Regions from separate parts of the Hordeum vulgare genome. Here regions 1 and 3 are each linked to region 2. Evidence: chromatin contacts called from public Hi-C data. All regions are on one chromosome and are shown on one strand. Each heading gives the region's core, a stretch centred on a gene start, on an enhancer-like site or on the middle of the called end of the contact. The rest is flanking DNA. Distances are from core to core; before and after follow the strand shown. Region 1 holds the start of LOC123445313 (auxin response factor 4-like). Region 2 holds the start of LOC123445312 (inactive leucine-rich repeat receptor-like protein kinase CORYNE). Region 3 holds the start of LOC123445309.

Region 1 (3,002 bases), core at 191-2,690, 160 kb after region 2:
GAATGATTCATGCCTCAAATTGGATAAAAGGCTTCTAAAATTAGAAAGCATGGTGTATATATTATTTTCTTTAAAAAGAGAATGATAACACCCCCGACATCCACATCGCTGCACACTAAGGGCTTGTTTGGTTGGATACTAATTTTGCCAAGTCAAAATGTGACAAACCATGAAAGTGTGGCAAGCCATAAAGTGTGGTTAAAAAAACAAACGCCAAACTTTTGTAAAAGTTGGCAAAAAAAGATTCTATGACAAATGGACCATAGCAACAATAAAGTGTGGCAAAAATCAAACATATGTCAATTAAACTGTGGCTGCCAAATTTTGACTTGGCAAAATGTGGCCGGAAACCAATCATACCCTAATTTTCGTTTGAGTCGAGTTAGCCCGCATTAATCAGTAGCCTCATCTCGCTGAACGTTTGCACACCCACCCGTAAGAGGAAATGGAAAAGGAGGTGCTGCCATCATGCGCTTATCGCGTTACCGCGCAAGAAAGAAACGCTTGTCGCCGATCGATCAGTTTGCGCAGAAAGCCCGGCGATGCAACCAAGTGGCCAAAGGAAGCAAAGCAGGCGCCTTGCACGTCCACATCAACCCACCACGAAATGAAATACTACTACCCCATCCTTTTTCTGCAACGTCGAGCTTGTTAATTGTTTTTAGGGGTCGTCGAGCTTGTTAATTAGTGACGCACTACAAACACGAACACAAACCCCCCGACTCCTGACAAATCAAAGCCCACAAAAATAAGGAAAGGAATAAATATTTTATAACACAAGAATACACTACTTCTCAATTTACTTGTGGTTAATTAAATTAAATGGGTCGCCAACGCCTAGCTGAAACAGTAGAGACGGAATTCACGCCCGTCTACGAAACCGAAGCACATTCATCTACTCATTTATGAGAAAATGACGATGGTGCAAAAACAAATATGTTGGGAGTGAGGGGAGGAGAGGAAGAGGGAGCGTGTGGAGGGGCGGGCACTGACTGGGTGGCTGGCTGGCGCGTCCCAGCGGGAAATGAATGGGGCTGGGTCGTAAAAAGCTGTCCCGTAGGTGCGGCAGCGGCAGGCAGTGCTGCGCCCACCCACCCCGTTCGCTGCACCTCGGTCAGACCGGACCAGACAGGCCGCCCCCGCACACGCAACGCAGACCACCACCCCGGCCCCACCGCGCGCCATCGAGCCCGCCGGACCCCGACCCCCCGTCCACGCGGTCCGGTCACCGCCACGGTCCAGCACCGCCACCGCCACCACCACCACTGACACCGGCTCGGCTTGACGGGTCGGCTCGCCTCCGCCCGCCTACCCGGCTCGGCCCTCTCTCCCCTCCCCTCCGCTTTGTGCCGTGCGTGGGTGAGTGTGTTTCTCTCTCTACCCCCTACAAAGAGACCACCACCAAATCCGCCTACCCCATATCCCCTCCCCCTCCCTCCCCCGTCCTCCCCACAAAACATTTCCTTCCTCTTTCTACTGCCGCTCCGCTACTACTCCTCTCCCCTCCCCTCCTCTCGCTTCCCCTTTCCTCCATCTCCCACCCCTCGCTCCCTCCCCGCAGCCTCCTCGCGCAGCAGCAGCTAGGGTTCCTCGCGCCGCGCCGCCGGCCAGCAGAAGCAGCAGATGCCGCCGCCCGCCATGGCGACGCCGCAGGCACCCTCCGCAGGTACGCAAGCTTCCGGATCTGGCCAGCGCGCCCGTAATCCTCCTCCCACTCCACCTCGTCGGTTCCTGACGCTTACCGGTGCTGGTTTTCCGAGCAGGGGATCCGCTCTACGACGAGCTCTGGCACGCCTGCGCCGGCCCGCTCGTCACCGTCCCGCGCGTCGGGGACCTCGTCTTCTACTTCCCGCAGGGGCACATCGAGCAGGTCGGTCAAGCCCGCCTCCCTTCCTCCTCGCTTAATTCTACCCCCGCCTCGCGATTTGGCGCGGGGAGGCTCTTCTGCTTCGGTTCGCGCGCTGAATTTCCTTGCTCTCGCGCTGTTTTTTTGGTTTTCCAGGTGGAGGCCTCCATGAACCAGGTCGCCGGCAACCAGATGCGCCTCTACGATCTGCCGCCCAAGCTGCTCTGCCGGGTCATCAACGTCGAGCTCAAGGTGCCCGCTTACCCCTCACCCTTTTCCCTTGCTCAATTTCCCTCCCGCCTTCGTACAATTTCCTCGGCCTTGTTTTGTGTGCTCCGAAATTCGAGTCGGTCAGCTGATTTTTTTATGGGGGATTTTGGCAGGCGGAGGCGGACACCGACGAGGTCTACGCGCAGGTCATGCTCATGCCGGAGCCGGAGGTAAGCTCTAGCGTGAATTTCGCCCGGTTCAAACTGTGGGTATTTTCGTCCTCTTCCGCTCGAGGTGCTAATTTCCCTCCCCTCTCAACAATTCCTCAGCAAAATGAGATGGCGGTGGACAAGTCGACCTCTACAACGGGCGCCACGCCTCCGAGGCCGGCGGTACGGTCCTTCTGCAAGACCCTGACGGCATCCGACACCAGCACGCATGGCGGCTTCTCCGTGCTGCGCCGCCACGCTGACGAGTGCCTCCCTTCCCTGGTATATGTCGATTTTTACACCAGATCATTCGTATGGGGCTTGTTGCCTTCGTTTTTGCGGCATTTGCTGACCTGATCTATTTGGCAGGACATGACCCAGTCGCCCCCAACACAAGAGCTTGTGGCAAAGGATCTGCATGGCATGGACTGGCGCTTCCGCCATATCTTCCGTGGTAAGTTTCTGTTCCGTGCCTTGCTCTGATCTGTGGCAGTTTTACATCCCCATGTATGCCCAGTGTGTGTGATCTGAAGCTGATAACTTCAGTAGACCATTTGGTTGTAGCTTGCAATCAGTGACACCGCAACACATCAAATCTGCCTATAAATTGCAAGGGTTTATCTTGTACTTGATGATGGTGATGGCACCGATGATAATTGTGTTAACCGAGTGCAAATCAACAGGGCAACCTAGGAGGCATCTCCTTCAGAGCGGTTGGAGTGTGTTTGTCAGTTCCA
Region 2 (3,223 bases), core at 468-2,967:
ATGCACGAACAAGTATGCTAGTATTACTACTAATATATGAAAGGGAAAATATCCTACACAATAAATAAATTAGCTAGTAATACTACCTACAAATCTGATAGTACATCTAGCCGTACATCTGCACTTCGTGCATAGTTATCGACAGTCAATCTGAAATCTATCTTGAATATACATGCTTTTCTAGGAACTGACTTCCTCAATCAATATTGACACATGTCCTGTTAGAATTTGAGAGGGGATGCAAAAATCTTGATACAAGCAATTGGGACAGGTGAACATGAACCAATCTACAGCCTACGGTTTGGGATGGGCGCCATACCTTAACAGGATAAATGGAAAATGAAAGTCGGCACTGTAGTAGGTCGTCTTCGTAGCTCTCCGGTGACGGTCGCGGCCTCGGTGACGGCCGTGGCTGCCGCCGGTCGTCTATCTCTGTTTCTTGTACGAGGGAAAGAGAAGATATGGAATAGATTGACCGAAGCGGTATGAGATTTAGGGTTAGTAATGGCAATGGTGGGTAATATCTCTTAACTTCTCTGGGCCTTTTTGGTTCCGCAAAAATAGAATCAACCTCTGGGTCGCTCCTCCGAGCTAGTCTATTTTCTGCTCCGCTCCTTGCTGATCCACGGATCCTATTTTCTTGGAGCTCTTGGCGTTCGGCTCTGCTCCCTCGGCTCTCGTACAGAATTTGAGAGTAGGAGCCGTGCCGAACACACCCTAAAACTAGTCTACTTAAGAGGCTAAAGTTTCAAGCACTCCTCACTAAAGAGAGGCTAAAACTAGTCTTGAGGCTAAAATCTTTTAGTCAGGGGTACCCTTACTAAAATGTGCATTAGTCCTATCTCTTCTCATTTAACTCCTCATGCAAACTCTGAATTGGAGGGTTTGTAAGATAATAAATGCTCATTAACTTGATTTTAGTCTCTTTAGTACTTGGATCCAAGCATGGATGAAGCTAGCAAGTTTTAGTCTTTATTACTTTTAGTCATGGGACTAAAACGTATCCAAACACCCTTGTTAGACTGTGCACGTATGCGCACGATTTGAGTATCATCGTGCTACACATGTCCTTGCTGTCCACTTGCTCGTAATTCATGTACTAGTATACCCTTGAACATCGCTTCCTGAGATAAAGAGCATGTTTATCTATCTATAGAGAAGCACACACGCACGGGACGAGATTTTTTCAGAAAAAGCAGGCACGGGACGAGACTGAGAGGCGGGCCCGTCCCACGGCACCGTGGGGCGAGGTGGCCCACAGGTCAGCCAGTGCGGCGACGCGAGGGCCGAAAAGAGGAGCGAACAAAAAGAAAAGCGGCGGGAAAAGGGAAATGCTCTCAAAGTACGGGCCGCGGGCATAATTACCTCCCCTCCCCACCATCCGTACTCGCTTTTCACCCCCACTGCCTCTGCTCTCTGCACATGCAAACGAAACGAGGAACAGTCCATTCAGCGCATACGTTTCCTGGAAACACAAGACAGCCCAAGAAATCCCCACACTATATATACACGAGAGGGAGTAAAAAAAAGATAGATCAAAGCAGCCGGTCGAAATTCCGTTTACCATTATTACGGTAACAGGAGGAAGCTTGCCAGATATGGGCGTAAACCGGAATTGATTGCGGCAACAGTGGCGCTACGGCGTGCGTGTGGGGGACTTTGAGGAGGGACAGCGGTATAGAATAGGTTTTCGGGGACAGGTTCTGGGCATGGCGCGCGGTTATCCACGCGCCCCTGCCCCGTCTCGGGCTCCCCCTTCCCCTCGTCTCTCTCTCTCCCCGCTCGCTCCTCCCGATGCTATCCGCCACCGCTAGAGCTACCCCGAGGAACGGAACGAACGAGGCCGTCGTAGTAAAACGTAAACCCAACCGGGGCGGGGTGAAAACGGGGGAGGGAATCCAGGCGGGCGGACGGACGGACGGACGGGAGAGGAGAATGTCTGGCTCCGGTCTTCATGCTCTGTCCTGTGGCTGCGTGCGCGCGTACGTGCTGCACTGGGGCTGAGCTGAGAGATGCGCCGGCAACCCAAAAGACCTTTTGATTCCCCACGCCAATGCCTTTGCCCCTCTGCTTTGCTCTCCCAGGCCGCCATCCTCCGTCCCCTCTGTGAGATTGTTTCCTCCTCTTCTCGCCCCGCCGTTCCGTTTCGACTTAAAGCTCCCCCTCCCCTCCCCTGCGTGCCGAGAGAGACGGCCAGAAGGCGAGGCCCGTCCGGGTGTCTTGGTAGGAGGTGCGGGGCGCGTGAGCTCTCTCGCACGCCAGCTCTGCTGCGGTGCGGAGGAGGGGAAGGGGGCCGTTTTCGCCGTTCCTGTCTTCTTCCTCGGGTATGGTTTTGGCACCGTGCCTAGTTCCTGCAAAAATCTCTGAGCCGTGTTCATTGCACTGACTGAGCTTGCTCGTTTCCGTTTCACTGTCCTCTTTCGACCGCAATAAATCTCATCTCCCCCTTGTTGATAAGCACGAACACAACATGCAGAAAATGGCATCTTGATAAAACCGCTCTTCGATCCTATTCCTCGAGCATTTCCCGTGGGGCGATTTCTTCTCTCCTCCCCGCTGCCAAATCGGTTCTTTGCTCCAATGGCGCGAGGAGCCAGGACGGCGGCGGTGACCAAGAACCCTGCCAAAACCCTCGCCGCCACTCTCCTCCTCCTCGCCCTCCTCGCCGTTGTCCTCCCGCTCTGCGCATCCCAGCCACCGCTGCACTCCCAGCCCCTGCCCGCCACCCAGTCCCCGGCCGCGCCCCTCCCGCCGCCGCAGCCCAGGGTGCCCCACGCGCAGGCCGGCGGCGCGGCCCGCCTCCGCCGCATAGCGCTCGGCGTGCTCCTCGGCTCGCTCGCCGGCTTCCTCCTCTCCCTCGCCTTCCTCTACGCCATCCGCGTCGCCGTGCTCCACGCCGGGAACACGCCGGCCGTCGCCAGGGGCCCAGTCTCCTTCACCCCGCAAATCTCGCCCAAGAGCCTCCAGTGCGCGCTCCCCTCCGCGCGCCCGCTCGCGCGCGGGCCCCGCGGGACGTACCACAAGCTCGACCTCGACGGCGACCTCACCGTCGCAGTCAAGATGCTCGACCTCGCCGCCGCCAGCCGCGCCGAGGCCTCGCCCTCGCCCTCGCGGCCGGCGAGCGGCTCCAGGTCCGACATGCGGAGGGTGCAGAGGCAGCTCGAGCTGCTCGCCCGGGTGAGGCACCTCAACGTGATGAGCCTCAAGGCCTATGTCCGCGACG
Region 3 (3,296 bases), core at 747-3,246, 180 kb before region 2:
CAAAAACTGTAGCATCTGAAACCACATGGATTATTCTGACATAAGACCTAGGCATCCGATCCCGAGCATCGTACACAGCCCATATCTGCCCCTCCATAAAATCTTCAGGTGACAATTTGTTATTGTAGTTCATCACTCCTTGCTGGGAAATACCTGAACCTAAATTATTATTGTAGTTCATCACTCCTTCATGAAAGCCATTTGTGTCACTATGCAAACCAGAAAGCGGGGACAAAGGAGTCACACTTGCCAATGTATTTTGATGCTGCAGATTTTCTGGTACAATAGAATGTTCAAGCTCCAGGACTGTCCCAGCATCATGAGTAAATCTAAATGAAGGGATCATGTGAGAAAACATGAGCAGATTGTCACTACAGACTTGTAATACCTGCTCCCTCCCACTCCTCATGTACCTCTGGAAAACACTTTTAAATCCATCTACCTTTACCAAGGGTGCAACTGTACAACCTGAGTCTTCTGAATAACTGGTAAGAATTTCTACAGCAGAAAAGGCACTCTTCTTCCGCATTTCAGGATTACTGCACCACCCAATGTCCCAGTCACTGTAGATGGCCCATGCTTCTCCTCTCCGGGGATATAATTCAAGATGCTGATTTACATTATCACAAGATATTTCGTGGGAGAACATACTCAGAGAAGATAGCGACATTTGCCGTTCTTCAGCAATGAAGGTTCCACAGACGAATGGCAAGCTTGCAATTAACCACTCCTTCTCTTCATGAGATTGCGGGCATGGTTTGAACCACGATACATATAGCTGCATCTTATCTGTCAAAACTTTATTTATTCGTGCATATCTGCGAGGAAACTTCTCCCAGTCATAACCTGCCCAGATCTGGCCAGTAGCAAACTGGTGTATCGATCTGTCCTCCTCAAAGTTATGATGGTCATACTGTTGACTAGAGCAGGGGTCATCTTGTATGGCATCTGAGAGATCAGCAAAGCAGCCGTCGGGATCTTCCTCCGAAGAGGACACAGAATACACGTCCTTCTCCCATGCACTCTTAAGCTTCTTGTCTGCATGGTTTTCCTCAGGCAACTCGAACTCACCATCATCACCTAAAAAGCAATGATCGGTCCTCTTGGTTTTGGAAGAACTAGCCACGTTTGAACAATTTCCTACATCCAAAAATGGTCGGTCAACCTGCCAAACATGCTTCGTGTCCACGCTTTTTACTCTATCCAGGTCAGGATTTGTGCCGAGAGGAGTTGCTGACCCATCGACATGCATCCGTTCGGTCTGCGAAATGGAATCACGCCGCAAGTCAGCGTGAGCACTGCTAAACGCACCAACTGCCATCTGCTTGACCGAACCCCCCGCCGTGTTGCTCGAGTCGAAGCTGGCCCTCTTGGCCGGGTCGGACAGCACCTTGTAGGCGTCGTGGACGAGACGGAGCGCCAGGTCGGCGCCGGGGAGGGCGTCCCTGACGGGCTCCAGCTGGGCCAGGAGGGCCCTGTGCCGCGCCTCGATGGCGGCGGCGCCGTCCCCGGGCAGGACCTGGAGGGCCCGGTACCAGTGCGGCGTGCGGCCGGCGGGGGCGGCGCAGAGGACCTCCAGCACGGCGAGCATCTCGACGGCGCCGTCGAGGCCGGGGTTGGTCTGGAGCGTCTCCAGCAGCAGCGTCCTGGCGCCGGTGTAGTCCCCGGCCCGCATCCTCGCCGAGATCGCCTCCCGGTCCGCCTCGCCGTCCCCATCCTCCATCCTGCAGCCAGAAATCCTCGTCAGAGCCGAACTCGATCCCCGCATTCGATCCCCGTGCGATACAAATCGGCAATCACGCTCCGTGGCACGAAGCCGGAACCTCACCTGCCGCGCCCACCGGCCGGGACGGGGGACGAATTCGAATCGAGGTGCCCCTGAACCCTAGCGCGGGGACGGCGATTTCCGCCGCGATTTGGGGTTTGACTCTTCGGCGCTGCTACGGCGAGCGCAGCGACTTCCCCAGTAGGGGTCAATGGCCGGTTCGAGCTCTACAACTTCATTCTGTGGCCTACGGTGTGGCAGCGACCCCACCGCTTCCCTCGTGGGCTAGGCCTCCCCAGACCGACAAGCGAATGGGCTGGCAAGTCAATAGGAGAGCAAGCGAGCAACTGGGTGCGTTTGGACCCCAAGCAAAATCAGTTATATCTTTGCCAGGCTAGAAAACACGTTTGGTATAACCCAAAAAATATCGTTTCTGAGGGCAAGTTAGGTGGTGTTTCTTTACCCAGGGACTAGACTAAAAAGTCCCTTTTAGTCCCTAGGTAAAGAAACATGAGGGACTTTTTTAGTTTTTTTCTTTTCGATTTCTGGTTTCGTACATTTTTCAGCTAACCCTTTAAAGTATTTTTGTTTTCAGTTTTTTCTTTATTGGCAAGGTATGTTGGTTCTCTGTTTTCCTTTTTGGGTTTTTTTCATTGTATTTTTTAAAAATTTATATTTCAAACAAAATTATGGGTGGGAGCTTCCAACACGATCAAATGTCAACTTTTAACTCGGTTTCACAACCCTGAAATGCAAGCGTTAGATATTAAAACTCTTTAAAGTCACGGTCAATGAAGCTTTAGAGGCGCGGTTCATGAATCTCTAGAGGCACGGTTGTAATACAAGAAAATAATCAAATGGGGATATGTTATGCGGTGACAGGAGGCACGGTCAATGAATCTTTAGAGGCATGTTTCATCAATATTCAGAGTCACGTTCATCAATCAGTATAGCCACATTCCATGAATCTTTAGAGGCACGGTTCATCAGAAATCCTCGTCAGAGCCGGACTCGATCCCCGTCGATACAAATCGACAATCATGCTCCATGGCACGAAGCCGGAACGGGGCCGGAACCTCGCCTGCCGCGCCCATCGGCTGGGACGGGGGACGAATTCGAATCGAGGTGTCCCTGAACCCTAGCGCGGGGACGCCGATTTCTGCCACGATTTGGGGTTTGACTCTTCGGCGCCGCTACGGCGAGCGCATTGACTTCCCCAATAGGGGTCAATGGTCGGTTCGAGCTCTACAACTTCGCTCTGTGGCCTACGCTATGGCGGCGACCCCACCGCTCCCCTCGTGGGCCAGGCCTCCCGAGAGGGACAAGCGAATGGGCTGGCAAGTCAATAGCCAGCTTCGGAGTGCTCGTTTGTATAAATTGTGGACCGAATAGGTAGAAACAAGAATAACCCAGCGGAGTGAAAGGAGTGCGGTTCAGTTACTCAGGGAGCACTCCTTTCCACGCGTCGTCACTTGGCGCTCTCACCCGTCATCACGCGTCGTGTTTTAAGCGTTTTTTTTTGTACTTTTTC

The links. Hi-C and Micro-C count contacts between places; a contact is called where the count stands out from the background.
Region 1: a contact with region 2 is called in a Hi-C map of seedling, with 3 times the contacts expected there. The contact joins the promoter of LOC123445313 here to the promoter of LOC123445312 in region 2. A contact is called at or near these places in 4 of 6 Hi-C or Micro-C datasets (leaf and seedling) and 1 of 1 datasets of contacts at active chromatin or transcription factors (embryo).
Region 3: a Hi-C map of leaf shows a contact between it and region 2, with 5 times the contacts expected there. The contact joins the promoter of LOC123445309 here to the promoter of LOC123445312 in region 2. A contact is called at or near these places in 4 of 6 Hi-C or Micro-C datasets (leaf and seedling) and 1 of 1 datasets of contacts at active chromatin or transcription factors (embryo).

The regions. Positions count from the first base shown.
Region 1 is chr3H:580,354,134-580,357,135 of MorexV3_pseudomolecules_assembly, forward strand. It overlaps LOC123445313 (auxin response factor 4-like), which reads left to right and starts at 1,441. Exons shown (of 15, transcript XM_045122275.1): 1 at 1,441-1,666; 2 at 1,764-1,870; 3 at 2,003-2,098; 4 at 2,230-2,286; 5 at 2,386-2,547; 6 at 2,635-2,719; 7 at 2,949-3,002. The coding sequence starts at 1,624.
Region 2 is chr3H:580,191,525-580,194,747 of MorexV3_pseudomolecules_assembly, forward strand. LOC123445312 (inactive leucine-rich repeat receptor-like protein kinase CORYNE) reads left to right here and starts at 1,718. Exons shown (of 2, transcript XM_045122274.1): 1 at 1,718-3,223. The coding sequence starts at 2,581. LOC123440738 (a long non-coding RNA gene) reads right to left here and starts at 1. Exons shown (of 2, transcript XR_006630355.1): 1 at 1.
Region 3 is chr3H:580,008,232-580,011,527 of MorexV3_pseudomolecules_assembly, forward strand. LOC123445309 reads right to left here and starts at 1,997. Exons shown (of 2, transcript XM_045122270.1): 1 at 1,829-1,997; 2 at 1-1,724. The coding sequence starts at 1,723.